Regions from separate parts of the Triticum aestivum genome. Here region 1 is linked to region 2. The links are chromatin contacts, called in public Hi-C maps. All regions are on one chromosome and are shown on one strand. The core of a region is the stretch at or near the end of the contact, and the rest is flanking DNA. Distances in the headings are between cores, read along the strand shown. Region 1 holds the start of LOC123039372 (probable plastid-lipid-associated protein 12, chloroplastic). Region 2 has its middle 110 kb from the start of LOC123046533.

Region 1 (3,077 bases), core at 10-2,509, 230 kb after region 2:
GCATGGTGGAAGATGTGTATTCTGAAGAAAGAAGGAGGGATGGGTTTCCGAGATTTACACTGTTTTAATCAAGCGATGTTGGCTAATTAGTGTTGGAGACTATTAAGTGAACCAGAGTCTTTGTGTGCTCAGGTACTTCGTGCAAAATATTATCCGGATGGGAACCTTTTCAATGCGGTTCTTAAAAAAGATGCCTCGTTCACATGGCGTAGTATCATGTCCGGATTAAAGACCCTAAAAAGAGGTGCTATTTGGAGACCAGGCAATGGGGCAAGTATTAATATTTGGTCTGATCTTTGGATCCCTACTGCCCATGATAGGCGTGTGATGACACCACGTGGGCATTGCCTTCTTGAGACGGTACAAGATCTTATTGATCCACATACGGGAGAGTGGGATGTACAATTGGTACATGACAATTTTTGGCCAATTGATGTTACAAGGATTTTGCAAATTCCGCTTCCATCCCAAGCGCAACCAGATTTCATAGCATGGCGATTATGCAAGTCTGGGAGATTTACTGTCCGTTCGACTTATCATGCGGAATGGAAAGCGGAGTATCGGACTAGAGCAGGTATTGATACTGGTGTGGGAAGAAGTATGTCACATCTGGTATGGAAATTACTTTGGGATTTGAGTATCCCCCCAAAGTCCATATTTTTATTTGGAGAGCTCTACACGAGATTGTGCCCTGTTACTGTAATTTAGCGAATAGACACATTAAAACTCCAGTGACTTGTCCGGTGTGTAAGGTAGATCCTGAAGACCTTAAGCACATGTTATTTATCTGTTGCGGAGCTAGAGAGGTATGGAAGGAACTCGGCCTAGGCGTGAATGTGGCCGCAATTGCTGAGCAGCATAGGTCCGGTTCATTGATACTTGATGAGATAATATGCTCCAATTTACCTGGTGGTGTCTGGTTCCAGGGAGAAAATGCAGTGGAATTGGCTATGGTTGCGTGTTGGTATATCTGGTGGGAACGACGTCAAGTGTCCCATGATAAAGAGATTGGTACGCCAGCCCGATCGTCTCTACAGATTAGGGGTATCGTTGCTAACTGGGTAGCAGAAAAGAAGCTAGTTCCTCCACGACAGACTAGATGGTCTAGACCCGCATCAGGCTGTATAAAGCTTAATGTTGATGCTTCATATCATGTTGACTCGGGTGCAGGGGCAAGTGGTGCTATTTTACGAGATTCGAAGGGAGATTTTGTTGCAACGGCCATGGAATATAAACCGAATGCAATGAACGCTCCAACGATGGAGGCGTTTGCGCTATTATTGGGACTACGACTTGCTGAGGAGATGGGCATTTTTCCTTTGTCCATTGAAAGTGATTCTATGGAGATTGTTCAAGCTATCCAGAATCCGGATGACTACCGGGCGTCAGGTGCGGTAATTACTGACGATTGTCGAAGGTTGATGAGTTCTTTCGGCAAGGCGACAATAAATCATTATGTGCGTGATGTAAACGAGTGCGCTCATATTATTGCTCGTTTTAGTTTCTTGGGTCAGGAGTCAAGGGTGTGGCTTGATAAACCTCTTGATTTCCTGATTCCGCTTATTGTAAAGGATAGATTATGAATTAAATAAAGTCGCCGAAGTTCAAAAAAAACATAGTAACCCAAAACTGATCTCTCAATCGCGTGTGAAAATGCGAATCAACCTGTGGTTGAGATGGTTAGGTGAACAGTGGTATCCTCAACCCACCAGGGTTCAAATCCTGATGCTCGCATTATTCCTGGATTTTTTTCAGGATTTCAGTGGGTGGAGACGTTCCCGTCGACGACGAGGCGCCTACGGTTGCTTCGTAAATCTCAAGATAATATGCCGGCTCAGTCTCTCGGAGGTGCTCATAGGGATAGGGTATGCGTGTGTGCGTTCATAGGGGTGAGTGTATGCGCGTGTATATGAGCGCTTGTGTCTGTATTGATGCTCAAAAAAAATCGCGTGTGAAAATTTCCCGAAACCCCTTCTCCACCGCGCTTGAAAATTTCACTATTTTTTTCATGTTTTCTTTTTAGTTAAGTGTTAAGAGTTGTCTTTTTTAAGGAGGAAAAAGTGATGTACTGAAGGACTCACACAGCCGTTGGATGAAAATTGAGCGGTGGAGAGTACGCATGGGGCATGTGCACGGGGAGAAGGTAGAGCAGCGTCCGTGTAAATAACGGCCGTGGCAGCCATCCCGTCCACGTGGCGCCCAACTGCTGGTCCAGCAGATCGATTTCCCATCCAACACCGGCGCACTACACCGGGAGGCGCGAACGCAAGCCACAAACAAACGACGCGCCCCCGTTCTTCTACCGGGCGCCATGGCCGCCGCATTAGCAGCGCCGACAGGCCTCCTCAAGCTCCCTCCTTCTTACGCGCCGCCTTCTTCCCCCTCTTCCCCTCTCTCCGGCACCTCCTACGGGCGGCGCTCGCGGAGACGGCCTCGCCTTTGCCGCCGCGGAGCCCCGCTGCTGGCGGTGGCGGCCGGGGAGGTGTCGTACACTGAGCCGGAGGAGGCGCTGCTGGAGGCCCTCGTCGGCGTACAGGGCCGTGGCCGTGCAGTCGCGCCGCGCCAGCTCCAGGCAAGGAACCAGCCCACTTGGCTTGAGACTTCCGTACGCGCGTGTCCTGCGCCGCGTGGGCGCGCGCCATGTGCTTGTTGAAATGTTACTGATGCGGCGCGCTGATCCGCGTGTGCAGGAGGTGGAAAGCGCAGTGCAGACTCTGGAGGCGCTGGAAGGTGTGCCCGATCCGGTAGGTGCCCTTGTGCCTTTTTTTTCTTTATGATTTGCGCTTGAAGGTAGTTATTGAGTTACCTAATGAGCCCATGGAAGTGTTTATTTGTGTCTTACAAAAAGAAAAGAAAACACTAGCCATCATTTGCCAGCAGCATGTGTATATATGTCTCGAAATACTTTGGTCTTCAAATGGGCACAACTGAAGAAGTGAAGATATGCATATTGTGCCATGAAGTGAATTGCCATCAACAATTTTCATTATTCTAGAAAAAATAAAATCAAATGATCCAATCATGTTTAACTAATTAATTGTACCAGTACAGAAGATACTCTCCCTCCGCTTAAGTTT
Region 2 (3,455 bases), core at 557-3,056:
CCGCAGTCGGTCCCGTTGGTTAAATATATGGTCAAATTTAAATCTCGAAAAGCGCTGATGCACTACATCATGAAATGAAGCGAGTATAATTTTTCTGGCTCCCCCACTAACCACCCGCATACATGGGCGACATTTTGCTAAGATCGAGAACCGATAAGCAGGCAAAGAACGCCATCAAACATCGCATCCAAATTGGATACTCCCTCCTTTCAGTTTGTTAGGTCCATCTTAAAAAACAGAAATTTGCCATTTGCAAACCTTATTATTTTAGAAATAGATAAATATAGATTGTGTCCACATTAAATTCTGTCAAAATTTGATCTTACCAATGCATGAAAGAGCAAGGGTCATGCATGTGGCATTGATATGCTCGTTATTGATGTGAAGCACGGCAAACAGGAAAGAAGTGACTAGTATTGCAAGTTAGGCAACTACTAACAGCATAGTTTGCATGAGGAATCCAATATCTCCTGTTACAATCTGCAAGGTACCTATGAATCCGACTAACATCCGTGCAAAATCAGGCGCCCATGCCGCCACGGGATGTTCAGCTCCGGCGCGCGGAGCACGTGCACGGCTCGACGCCGCCCCTCTGGTACGGATGATAGCAGCGGGACCGCGAGGACGTGCGCGACCCAGTGTCAGCTGGCACCGGCGGCGACGGAGGAGACGGGCGGGGGACGCGGTCAGGATATGTCGCCGCGCGCTGGGGACGCGTCGGGGGCGTGTGCTGCGGGGACGCCGCGCACCTCCACGGAGCAGTCGGCACGTACTCCGGCGAGGCCGCGCGCCACGAGGAGGCCGAGGGGGAGTAATCCGGTGACGGCGAGCGCCGCAGAGGAGGTGTCGACGCGGCGTAGTCCGACGAAGAAGGTCGCTGCTCCTGAGGTGTCGACGGGGTGTCGTCGGCGGGGAACACCGCCAGCGCGCGCCTCCAGTGGTCAGTCAACGGCATATACTCCGGCGACGCCACTCGGCACAGTGACGTAGAAGGGGAGTAACCCGGCGACGCCACGCGGCACGGCGAGGTAGAAGGGGAGTAATCCGGGGACGACGAGCTCTGCCGCCCAGGTACCGACAACCGGGTGTGCTGGTTGGTCGCCGCGCGCCCGCGCCACCAGGCAGTCGACGGGACGTACTCCGGGGACTCCGCGCGCCACGGGGAGGTCGACGGCGCGTAATCTGGTGACGCCGCACGCCTCCAGTGGTCAGCCGACGGCCTATACTCCGGAGACGCCACGCAGCACGGCGAGGTGGACGGGAAGTAATCCGGCGACGACGAGGACGAGCTCTGCCGCCCACCTGCCGACGACCGGGTGTGGTGGCTGCCCGTGACCGTCACGCGCCCGCGCCACCAGGGAGTCGACGGGACGTACTCCGGGGACTCCGCGCGCCACGGGGAGGTCGACGGCGCGAGGTCAAGCGACCCCGCTCGCCACTGATGGCACGACGGCACGTACTCCGGCGACCCCAGGCGGGGCGGGTAGTCAGGCGACGACGGGGATCTCTCGCGGCCGAAGACGGGGAATGGATCCATCGGGGAAGGGGTGAGTAGTCTAGGGAGAGACGCCGCAGAAGTCGCCGGCGGGCGCCGGATCCAGAGAGGGTTCCGTGTGAGCGTGGTGGTCAAGAATCCGAGACGGCGGAGGCCACTCGCGAGAATTTCTAGGGGCGATGTCGCGTGGATAGCAAGTCCGCGGCTCTGCGCTGGCCTGGAGTTTAAAAGCTTGCTTGAATTGGCTTCGGCTGTGGCTAGTGCTCAGATCGGTTCATCTGAGGGTGGGCCAGACTGGCATACGGTCCACTCACCCGTTCCTCTGAGCGTGGGCCAGGCTGCCATACGGGTCCAAAGACCAGGCTGCCTGTATAAATCATGAGGGCACTTATTTTTATTAAATGATAAGTGCAGCACGTGTGGCCGTCTTGACATTTTTTTATGCGGTACATGCTTAGCTGAGGTGCTAAATGCTAAATACACGAAAGGGCTTAGTACCAACTTATAACCCTTTTAATGTATACACACGCTTAGCCTTTTGTAACTAAGCTTTCTTTATTTAAATTGTTTAGCAACTAAATTATTTCATGCATAAGTGTTTGTGAAGGTGAGATTACTCTTCTAGTCCCAACCTTGAATGAGCTCGGGGTGAACAATAAAAAAATCATAAAATTCTTAGAGCTTGGGACATTTGTAGAATTCATGGCAACACAATGAAACTTGCAAGCGTAAAAAACTTTTGTCACAATTTTTTTTAGAATGGTTTGATTTTCTTATTCATTTTTACTGTTCACCTGGCCTCATATGAGCTCGAGCTAAGAAACTTCATGTCTTTGTATAGGTAGCATTGTTTCTTCTGAGTCATTAAAGTGCTCTCTCTTCTTAGTTACTTTATCACAACAATTTTTCACCTATGTGTTATCCTTTACAACTTTACATCTCCCCATTCCTCTGAGCATGGGCCAGATTGACTTGCGGTCCACTCCCCATTCCTCTGAGCGTAGGCCATACTAACGTACATATACAAAGACCAGGTTGTCTGTTATAAATCACAGGGCCTCTGCTAGTGTACTGGTTAGAGGAAATGCTAAGTGCATGAAAAGATTTATCAACTCAACTTTAAATTGCATACATAAGTGCTTAGCTTCTTATTGCTAAGCTTTCTATTTAATCGTTTAACAACTAAAGTCTTTCATCCAATTGTTCTGCATAGGTCTACGTGATTAGCATGGTTTCTTCTCCGAATCACTAAAGTGCTCTCTACTTTGCCACGTCGATTTTTTGGCCCGTGCGACATCCTTAGAACATGTACACACCGAGAAGAGCCAAAAAGACGTAGAACCATGCTAGTACGTTCAAATAAAACAGAAAACATGGTTAAAATCTAAGGTCAGACTGCCATCAAGGCGTATAAATGATGCTCTTGTTGCCAAAATGGTAGAAATGACCCCATGATTTTTTGGATTTTTTTACTCCATTTATTAATTACTAAGAAGAAATTAATGAGTTTAATTGCATTTCAAAACTAGGAGTAACGGAGGAGTATAGTTTAATCTCTATGTATTAAGTGACCCAGATGGTTGAGAACCCATGACATAGTTGGCTGCCTCACATTCTCATCTTTGCTAGATGATTGGCAGCATGATCGAGGTTCCATGAAAAAGCCAAGCGCTCCTTTTGTTCTATATTTCCATATATACATGCATGTTGAGCAACATCATCGCTTTCATTTGGTGTTTAGTGTTGCTAGCCATGCCAACCCATCAACTTCACATTGAGTTCTCATTTTCCATTGATTTATGTGGAGGTCAATAATCCCTAACCAGCCCCTAACAATGATGTCGAAATGTTGCAACTGGGATTAGCCCATGATTATGATGTTGAAATGTTGCAAATGGACTTGGTTGGAATGATTAGTTGGAAACAATGGAGGTGAGTGTATTTGGTGGAAGACCATCTT

Evidence for each region. Hi-C and Micro-C count contacts between places; a contact is called where the count stands out from the background.
Region 1: a Hi-C map of leaf shows a contact between it and region 2, with 4 times the contacts expected there. The contact joins the promoter of LOC123039372 here to the enhancer-like site in region 2. A contact is called at or near these places in 2 of 5 Hi-C or Micro-C datasets (both in leaf).

What each region holds. Positions count from the first base shown.
Region 1 is chr2B:658,248,871-658,251,947 of IWGSC CS RefSeq v2.1, forward strand. It overlaps LOC123039372 (probable plastid-lipid-associated protein 12, chloroplastic), which reads left to right and starts at 1,260. Exons shown (of 12, transcript XM_044462569.1): 1 at 1,260-1,394; 2 at 2,180-2,572; 3 at 2,691-2,744. The coding sequence starts at 1,260.
Region 2 is chr2B:658,018,630-658,022,084 of IWGSC CS RefSeq v2.1, forward strand. No RefSeq gene overlaps it. Among protein-coding and RNA genes, the nearest start is that of LOC123046533, 110 kb to the right of the region's middle. Within about 2 kb of position 1,807, at least 7 of the 8 cell types and tissues checked have an H3K27ac peak or open chromatin away from gene starts, as enhancers often do. A contact at or near this core is called in leaf, where this site is marked.